Linked DNA regions of Triticum aestivum: region 1 is linked to region 2. Evidence: chromatin contacts called from public Hi-C data. All regions are on one chromosome and are shown on one strand. The core of a region is the stretch at or near the end of the contact, and the rest is flanking DNA. Distances in the headings are between cores, read along the strand shown.

Region 1 (4,995 bases), core at 2,085-4,584, 110 kb before region 2:
CAGATGCTCCATCAGTCGGTTGGATTAATGGATACAAGCTGGATACCCATGGTAGGGCAAGAGGGAGACCCCCTCCTTCCTTATCATTGACACATATAGCGCCTAACTTGACACACTAGTGCCTTCATCACACAAGGACCAGTCTTCTGGATCATTTGCCAATTATTTGCAAACTCATCTCTGTCCGTGTGCCACAGTTCACATTGTTCTTTCTACACATAACACATTATCTAGCAACAGTACTATTACTACCATTCTTGCCACTTCTCTCGTGGAAGGAAAATTCCATGAAGAAGAATAATTTGCAGAAACTAGCGAAACAGACCATTTTTCGCTGCGTGATAATGTAGATATAAAATCGCCGCGACCCGAACGCTCGGCAACTAACCGCCGCATGCATCTCGGAGAAGAAAAAGGGAAAGGGAAAAGAGGGAGAAAGGGGATCATATCATCACATTGGGATCGGAGCACATGTAGCAAAGCTGATTGTGACCAGCCATACAAACATGCCCAACAAACTACTAATAAGCTGGAGGAACAGTGAGATGCAGGGTCAGTGCTGGAAGAGAGCACGCCACACATGACCAGGGGAATATACATTGCAAGCAGCTGTGCAGCGTGCAGCAGCAGCAGCAACAGCTTAGCCGCTGTGGGAGATAGGCATGCATGCCTATCCATTATTCAGGGTCCAAGCCCCTAATTTAATGGTGGTTATGCTGTCATTAGGGCCAGTGGATCGGACAGGACCACCCAACATACACCAGTGCACACACACTGGCACCGGATGTTGCATCTAAACCCCCATTATCTTTTGGCATTTCTTCGTCCACTTGAGAGTTTGTACATGTGCAACCACGCCTCGACTTGTGTCTACCAGGCGGTGTTTATTCGTCGCAATTCGATAAAATGCCGCGCAAGGCCATGGCCTCTCTAACCATGCTCATTTCTTGGGCAATTTGGAATTAAACAAATGCACGGGTTTTCCGACACAAGAGCACTCCTCCTCCAATCCTTATTCAAAATATTAAGGCGGAGGCGTTGTTATGGGTGTCAGCGGGCAATTGGGTTTAATTATGTCGCGAGAGTAGCAACTCTTGTTGTAAGGGTGTGTTATAATACAACACGATCGAACTCTTTTCTCTCTTAATTAATATACGTGGTAAATCTTTTACCCGGTTTAAAAATAAAATAAAATGCCACGCATCGAAACCGGTGTCCCATAATTCAGAGAAATGCAATTTACGATCTACTACTGTATTACACGGCTAAGATATTTGAGAAAAAAAAGTAACTCTTGTACGTAATAGCTGACCGACTACAATTTAGACGTCGGAGTCGACGAAGTCCCCATCCCAAACAGTTTGTGCAGCCAAACAAAATACTGGTACACGCACCCTGGTATTATGATGATGATTTGAACAAATCAACAAACAGTTCGGGGGTAGCCATCTTGGAAACAAACTAATCATTTGATTACTGCCCACATTACTGTTCAACTGTTTGAAATTAGTACGTATTCATGCAGGGAGATACGGAGAGGCCACCAAACCTACTACGGGATTCGATCGGTGATGTACGAGTTCCATCAGGAGACACCACCGGCAGATGACCGACAGAACTGATGATAATCAGGAGATAAAATTTGCTGATTATATTTTCACCGTGATTGATCTCATCGTATTATTGAATCTCGCTGTATTTTTTGGGGTGTGTATAACATACTCGCGTCACGTGAGCGGTGGTCCTTTGTTGATCTGGACGTTGTGGTTGCGTGTATTCCGGGCTCAAAAATTCCTCGGCGCGGAAACAGCCGATTAATGTAGGAATGGAGGGGGGGCGCTTTGCTGGCGCCTTATCTCCTATGATTCTTCATCCAAGGAGCTGTGGAATTACTTGATTGTCCTTCTGTGTGGGTGCTGCCATAGTGGATAGCGACTGGGGTGGAGTTTCTTTGGCAAGATTATCGCGGCACCGTCCGATCGAGAACCAATGGTTCAGATCACTCACAGCTTGCGAAGAAACTAGCCGAGGTTCAAGCATATTTTATCAGTTCTTATCAATTATCATTATTGCAAATGCATATGCCTTTGGAAAGTTGATAGCTTTTTTTTTGCAGTACCATACAAACTACTGTTTTTTTGGTGAGCGAATGCGAATTACTGATAGGCACTAGCAAGCAACCAACTCAAGCTGGCACTGACCTTTTCAAAACATTACTCTAAAATGTATTATCCACCACAAAAACTCTAGAATGTAATACTACAGATTTTCAGCCACAAACCATTGCTTGCCACACAATTTCAATTTTCTATTTCTGAAAACAAAAAATAAAATAAAATAAATAGAACAAGAGGGGATGGGAACAGTGAGAGGTCGTATGGGGTGTTGTTTGTAATATGCTTTGCCACCAAACGAATTGACTTGCCACCAGTGGTCCATAACTCCAGCCTCTCTTTTCTACCCTTTTGGATTCTTTCCTACCAAACTCAGCGCCCGTCCTTTGTTAGTACAAACCAACCAGACAGGCAAACAATCCTCCGCCGAACTACTTACATGAAGCAACCCTTAATTGCATTTTGTCACATAATAGCAAGAACCTCCACAAGATATAGATGGTTCATCCATAAGCAGTTATAGTCAATTAAGGTCGACATATAATATAACAAAGTGAAAGTGCATGCCTTCTTCTTTGAGTCCTAGCTCAACAACATATCTCAGCTAGAATGATGAGAGTAAGAGCGAAGCCACACAAAGTCAACTGCACGCATTATCCATGCGTGCATGTGCATGAAAAGATTCATTGCTCTCCAAAGGTAGTAGCAGTAGTACAACATGCACTTTGAGTAGAGAAGCTCAGCCCAAAAGCTAAGCTGTTTGCATGTTCGCAGAATTTCGTCAATGCTGGCTGGCTGGCCAATTAAGCTGTATCTTTTTGGCTGAATAATTACTTGAGAAAACAACAAGGCAACAACAAACAATGAATGTTGGCAAGATCTGGGATCCATCGCCACTTTTCCAGCTCGCCGCCGTTAACAACCACCATTGAGCCCGTGAGTGATAGTACTGCCCTCCTAGGTGTATGACTATGACTAGTACGCAGTGTCAATGTCAGTTCAGAGGAAGACTGAAGTTTTTGTTTTCATTGACCAAACAAAGTGCACAGCCCTAACTCCTATTCCTAAGGAAATTTAACATTTACAGTTTCGCCAGGTAATTTCCCACTTTGAAGTGCTATTTTGATTCGTAGAATCCAAAAGTGCACGAATACACGCACACCCTGATTGCAAATTTGCAATGGCATGTCCTCTTGATTCCTACATAGAAAAACATTGGTGTTGATGAGCCAATGGACATAGCTCATTTTTCCCCGAAAGAGGTTAAATTCAACAGAATTTTCCTTCAGAATTGAGTTCGGAGTGGCCTACCAGATTGTTTTTTTCTATTCTTACAAACGGAACATCCTCTATAGAATTTTTTTCCAAATAATTAAAATTGCCACATTTTCAGGTGAACATGCCTGATCCACTTTAAGGTCGCAGCGTTGGCTTTCGAGGATATCACCCAAAGGGCCTTTGCTCGGCCTCAGGCCAGCGAAGGCATTGGCTACCATTGCGTGGCAAGTACCCTTCAAAAACTTAGGATGTGTTTGGTTGCTTGCATTAGGCCTAGTCAGACCCACCCGAAAAGAAAACAGGCTATTTGGTTGCCTGGTCCGCATCAAAATCTTGGACCGCATGAACCTTAAAGCAGTCCTCGGCCAAGCCCACTAGAAACGCCCGAATCGACGGTTTTCAGCGAGCCAGTCTCGAGCGATGCAGGGGAGGGGAACGCGGCGCTGGCCAACTGCGAGCAGGGAGATGGCGGGAGCTCGCATGCGTCTCCGAAAAAGCGACGGGACGATTTTGCATCACCACCCGCCGATTCGGTTGCCCTATATAGCCAGGGTGACCGCAGCGGCAAAACTCCCACCACCATTTCCCTCCTCTCGAGCTTTCCCTCTGGCGCGGTTCTACATCGGCAACGAGGTAAGCGACGCAACTGCTCCAGCAACCAGTTGACGGCGGTGGCGAATCGACTGCTCCTCTTCTCCGACGTGTCTAGCGCCTCCTCCGCAGCTCCTCCGATGGCGTCTGTGAGTTCAATCACCCCTCCTCTCTATTAGTTCTAGCTAAATCGGTACATGTGGTAGGGTTAGATCTTCCGATCTATGTGACTGTGATGTTCTAGTAGCTAGTTGTGATGGATTTGAAGCATGCTAGGAGTTGTTTTCCATGTCGGCAAGGATTGATAGCTAGTGGTCATGGATGGATTAGCCATATGCTTAGATGTGTGGTATGCTAGTGTGCCAGTGTTGAACTAGATCATCCATGTGTCCATGATTAATGTTGTGTTCTGTTGTATTGTGTTGTGGTATGCTTTGATGGATTTGGTAGTGTTGTCTTGAACTAGATCATCCATGTGTGCATGTGTTACTACTAGTTCGGTCTGTCCATGTTTACTGGTATTTCCTACTGTCAATGTGTAGTGTGTTCTAGTGTTGATGACGCTTACGTTTTTCGGAGACGAGCACACAAGAGTTTAGTCAGGCCATGGCCCTGTCCGAGAGCCAGTTCCCGGCGTCCTACGTCGAGGACTCCCAGCCTACCATCTACCAGATGCCTTCTGATTCAGACGTTTTCGACGTGCCGCCTACGGTTTCTCCATTTGTGCTGGCTCATCCCAATGTTGTAGCTCATGCTGCTGCTCAAAAGGCAGCCGCAAAGGAGAAGAAGGATGGCAGGGGGAACAACATGAAATGATAGCTGTTCATCTTGACTTTCGTGCTTAACAAGATGTGTGAGATCATAGCTAGTAGGGTGAGAACTGACAATGGCTTCAAGGAGCTGCACTTGAACATTGTTGCAAAGCAGGTGGTTGACTTTTGTGGACAGGAGGTCAGCTCGACTCAGGTCTACAACCACCTCAGGAAGTGGAGAGCGAGGTGGATCACCGCTT
Region 2 (4,859 bases), core at 1,655-4,154:
TCTATGCTCGTATGCAACCAACTAACATGCACTCGTATGAGCACATACAATGCGAGCAACTAAACACAGTGCGTAGAGGCCAGAGGCGGAGCTTAGTTGAAACAAAACATGGTCGTGGCCCGCCCAATCCACGACCAAAACAGTGAATAATGAAGGCAAAAGTTGGGTCATGTGGGAGAAAATCAACGCGTTCCTTCAGCTTGGCCCGCCCAGCAAAAATTGTGTAGCTCCGCTACTGGTAGAGGCGTCGCTATGATGCAGGAAGAGGATATGCAGGCAACCAATCAACATACAGATAATTGTTTTTGTCTGCATATACGTAACCAAACCCTAGTAGGACAAGTATGCATAGTGACTAAATACGATGCAATCAACCAAACACATCCTTAGGCACTGTGTACATAAAAGATCATTTCCTTCGAAGGCAGTGCTTTTAGCGGTTTCTCGTAAGAAAATAATGAGCTTAAGGGTCATGGCCCATATATAGGATTTTTTTCCGCCCAAAGAGATTAAACTCAATAGTTTATTTTCCTTCACAATTGAGTTCAGGGTGGCTTACGAGAAAATGTCTTAATCTTCAAATGGAACATCTATATAGCAAAAAAAATATCATATTGAATCCCATGAAAAAAAAAATCAAAGGTGCCAGATTAACGAAAGGTATTTTGACATTCAAGTGGGGGTCGGATAATGGAGGAAATTGCATTAAACAAAACATATTTTGAGATAGATAGCATGTTAGGGATATCATATATGCATGCTGCCTCAGCCCTTAATTTAACTTAAGCACACATGTTGCCTTATCATTTGTCAACTACATGCAGTGCTCGTTCCTCAAATCGAAATAAAAATAAAATAACAGATGGCTATAGTTGCGTATGACTCTGAAGAGTCTGAGGTAGCTTCCATTCCAAGTGAAGCACATGCAAGCAAGCAACATAACTAACCTCCATCCAGATAAACTAATAATAATAGTCTAATGTTGGGTAAATAAAGCTGGAGAACCAGCACCAGCACTAGGCCAACTGATTATTATATCAAAATGACCAACCGTGGCAACCGCCAATTGAGTGCATGGGCCGGTGGTGGAATTCGGTGTCTGGCCTAATTTCACCCAACAGCGAGAGTGACAGTTGTACTCCGTCGTCCCACTTTGACCCTAGCGGACTTTTTTTTTTTGGGTGTGTGTGTCCTATTCTTGTTCTGCACACAGCATGTCCACAAGAAATTCTAATATATTGTGGAAAAGGGGAAATATTGCTTCAATGTAGTGCATGCTACAAGTGAATATTCAGGACACGGCTATTCTTAGCTCGAGCTCAAATAAGCCTGGATAAACAGTAAAAGCATAATTAGTTTTTTTTATGGCAAACATCTGAGTGCTTACAAAGTTTCATCCTGAAATCACAATAGTGGAAGTCGTAGCAAGGAAAAAAACAAATTTCATGCTCCAAAATACCATTTTCAAAAACATTTTGGAGTGCTGATTTTTTGTTTGCCGCAACTTTCACGAATGTCTTCCATGATGAAATTTGTCAAAGTTTGCTAAACCAAATCAGAATTTTTGAATTTACTCTTCATCGCGAGCTCATTGGTGCTCGGGAGCAGTTGAGGACTTTCTTGAATTTCATTCCTTTACACCCATAAATTTTACCCTGAGGGGCAGAGATACCTCCTCCGACCAGGCCGTCGGGTTGGGCTGCCCATGATGAGGTTTACCTCCTTCCCCAAATCTCAAAATTGTTTAAATTTCGAGCCTCTTCCAGCTTGTACATTATATTCACTCTCCTCTTTCTCCACATTCGAATTTGAGGTAGTGACTTGAAAAGCAATTTTCTCCTTAGCAGAAATTTGAACATCCGACTCAGTAAATTATGCTTGATTTTTATTTTATTTAAAAAATGAATAAGCTAGACTTTCTCTCAATTTTTGAGATACCAACTCAAAAGATTTTCTTCTGAGTTGTTGCTGCAAATGAGATGAAATTTAAACAACCAACATAATGAATTATGGTTTATTTTTGGTAAATATTTTGGACTTTCTGGATAGTTTCAAACTTCGGTAAACAAGCAAACGTGATATTCCTTTCCCAGTACATTTGTGCAAATGAGGTGAAGTTTGGGTGGTTGGCTAGTGAACAATCTTAATTTTTCAATTGCTATTTTAAATCTAGCTAGAATATTTGTAAGCGTTTCTAAATCATTAGTTAAGCTGATTTTCGCTTGACTAACAAAAAGGAGAGAGAACCTGACTTGGTGACACAAGTCGCGAGCGGAGAGAGTTTCTAGGGCATGCATGCAAACAGACGCAAGCCAAAGGCGGTTAGGGTTCTTTCTATGTTGCCATCCCTCCTCCGAATGTAGGCCCGAAGCTTTTTTTTTCGGCCCGGTGGTGTGTACGCTGTGGGACTGGATTGTATTTCCTTTTTTGTTTATGAATTTTATCATAATGCTGGTATTTTGATTAATAAAGAGTTTCGGATCGTTCGCCCAAAAAAAATGTTAAAGTAAAACATGGGATATTCCCCGCAAAAAAAAAGTAAAACATGGGATCGAGTGGGTAAAATAACTTGTGATGCAAGAAACGCAGGGCATATGCAACGTCGGAACCATCGCTGCCACGGTTCCACCGCCAGGCCCCCTCCACGTCCGTCCGAAAGCTGCACACATATCCCTCCATTGAGTGGGATGTGATGCAAGAAACCCCTTCGTCGTCACCCGCACCGCTCGATCTGCATGCATCCATCGCCTACCTAGCTATCTAGCTCGCACCCGACGCACGCACGCACGTCACCTACAATGCGCCTCTCTTCTTTTCTTTTCTTTTTTTCGTTTGGCAAACACAATGCGCCTCTTTTGTATGCACATAACAGGCAAGGAACGGAAAGAAAAGGAAAGAAACGCTCGCTCGTCGGATAAAAATGGCGATGATTAATTTCTAGCCTAATCAGTACTCGCACACAGTACTATATAGGAGTATATTAATAATTCGGCATAGGAGTGGATTGCTTCTTCTCCGGTCCTCCTCCTGTCCATCTCTGATTTCTTCCTCTTGCAGTTACGGTGTCAGTTCCTTCCGCCGGTGGTTGGCCCGGATCAACTCTCACACACTCCTCCTCCTTCCTCCTCTTGAGTCTTGACCTCCCGCCAACCATCGCAACCCACCATAAAAACTCCGCCACTCGAGCTACACAACACAGCACCGCATTGCTCATTGCTCATTGCTGCCTGTGCCCGACCTCTATCACCTCGTAGGAAGAGACTCGCGTCATGGTGAGGAGAGGAGGGCTGCTGACTGGTGGGTACTATGGCGGCGCGTCGTCGTGGAAGGCCGGGAGGGTGATGAGGGCGGCCGTGGCGGCCTTCTTCAACGGCTACCACTGCTTCAGCCCCGTGGCGGCCATGCTCGCGCTGCCCTTCTCCGCGGCCGTACTCGCGTCCCAGGCCGCCGCGTCCTCCTCCACGTCCTCGTCGGGGGCGGTGCTGCGCGGCGTGTCGTCGCGGCTCCGGGGGATGTTCCACGCCGCGGGGTTCCCGCCGTCGCCCTTCTTCGCGCTGCTCAACGGCAAGCTGTCGCAGACCGTGTTCACGTACGCGGCCACGCTGCCCGTGGCGCTCACCGTCCTGCTGCTCGCCAAGGCCTGCGTCGCCGGCGTGCTCCGCGCGGACCCGGCGCACGAGCGGCGGCGGCGGGGGCGCATGTCGCTCCCGCCCTGCGGCGCCGTGGCGCGCGCGTACCCGGCGCTCGTGGCCACGCACCTCGTCGGCTCCTTCGCCATGCTCTCCGCCAACGCCGCCGCCTTCTCGCTGCTCTTCCTGGCCTTCGGCGCCGCCGACCTGCTGGGCTTCACCTCCCGCTCGTCCAAGCTCGCGCTCTCCGCCGCGGGCGCCATCGTATACTCCGTGGCCGTCGGCGTCGCCACCGTCGTCTGCAACCTCGCCGTCGTGGTGGCCGCCATGGAGGAGCGCTGCGCCGGGCACGCCGCGGTGCTCAGGGCGTGCGTCCTCATCAGGGGCCGCGTGCCCACGGCGCTGGCGCTGGCGCTGCCCACCAACCTGGGCATGGCGGCGGCCGAGGCGCTGTTTCAGCTGCGGGTGGTGTCGCAGCGCCGGAAGGCCGGGAGGCTGGCGCCGGGGGTCGCCGGCGAGGCCTTCTCGATCGCCTACATCCACGCGCTCTGCGTGGTGCTGGAGATCATCATCAGCTGCATGTTCTACCGGAGCTGCAGGAGGAGCGAGGCCGATGAGCTGAGAGAGCTGGAGCCCGAGGAGAAGGGCGACCTCCAGGCATAGACAAACAATAGCCGCGTAGCTTTGTGATTCTGAGAAACTCTTGGGAGGGTCTCATCAGACGGTCCAGAGAAACATACTACAGTAGTAAACTGGGATAGCTCTACTTTATTTCCCTTTTTTCTGAATAGTTTTATTCGTTTGCTTCCTTTTTTTTCTGTTGGCGTGGAAATGAAGTGTAAAAGATGGTTCTATTGTACAGCAGAAAAAAAATACTCCGTCAAACTGAAATAAATAACCAGTGGATTTTGCACCGTGCAAACAAAAAAAGGAGAATGATATGGGTGGGTTCAGCATTCTGTACTTCTGTTTTGGTTGAAAACTTCCGGGTAAAGCTTGTTTCACATGGACCATTGTTGAAGACATTATCTAGTACAGAAGACTATCTCAAGCTCTGCACCGGTGATCACATCTGTCAGGTTTGAATTTCTGTGTTCGAACATAGGCTTACTGCCAGATACGGAGCATTGAAATTACAGCATTACTGCCAGTTTCACGGCAGAATTTTTTTGCCAGTAATGCTGCAAATTCAACAGAAAATGCAGTTCCACAGACCACACAAAAAAGGAA

What was found. A called contact is a pair of places that touch in the nucleus more often than the background predicts.
Region 1: a Hi-C map of leaf shows a contact between it and region 2, with 5 times the contacts expected there. The contact joins the enhancer-like site here to the promoter of LOC123119657 in region 2. A contact is called at or near these places in 3 of 5 Hi-C or Micro-C datasets (leaf and an unstated tissue).

The regions. Positions count from the first base shown.
Region 1 is chr5D:96,057,585-96,062,579 of IWGSC CS RefSeq v2.1, reverse strand. No RefSeq gene overlaps it. Among protein-coding and RNA genes, the nearest start is that of LOC123119658, 14 kb to the left of the region's middle. Within about 2 kb of position 3,334, at least 2 of the 8 cell types and tissues checked have an H3K27ac peak or open chromatin away from gene starts, as enhancers often do. A contact at or near this core is called in leaf, where this site is marked.
Region 2 is chr5D:95,942,859-95,947,717 of IWGSC CS RefSeq v2.1, reverse strand. LOC123119657 reads left to right here and starts at 2,904. Exons shown (of 1, transcript XM_044539534.1): 1 at 2,904-4,441. The coding sequence starts at 3,270. The coding sequence ends at 4,292.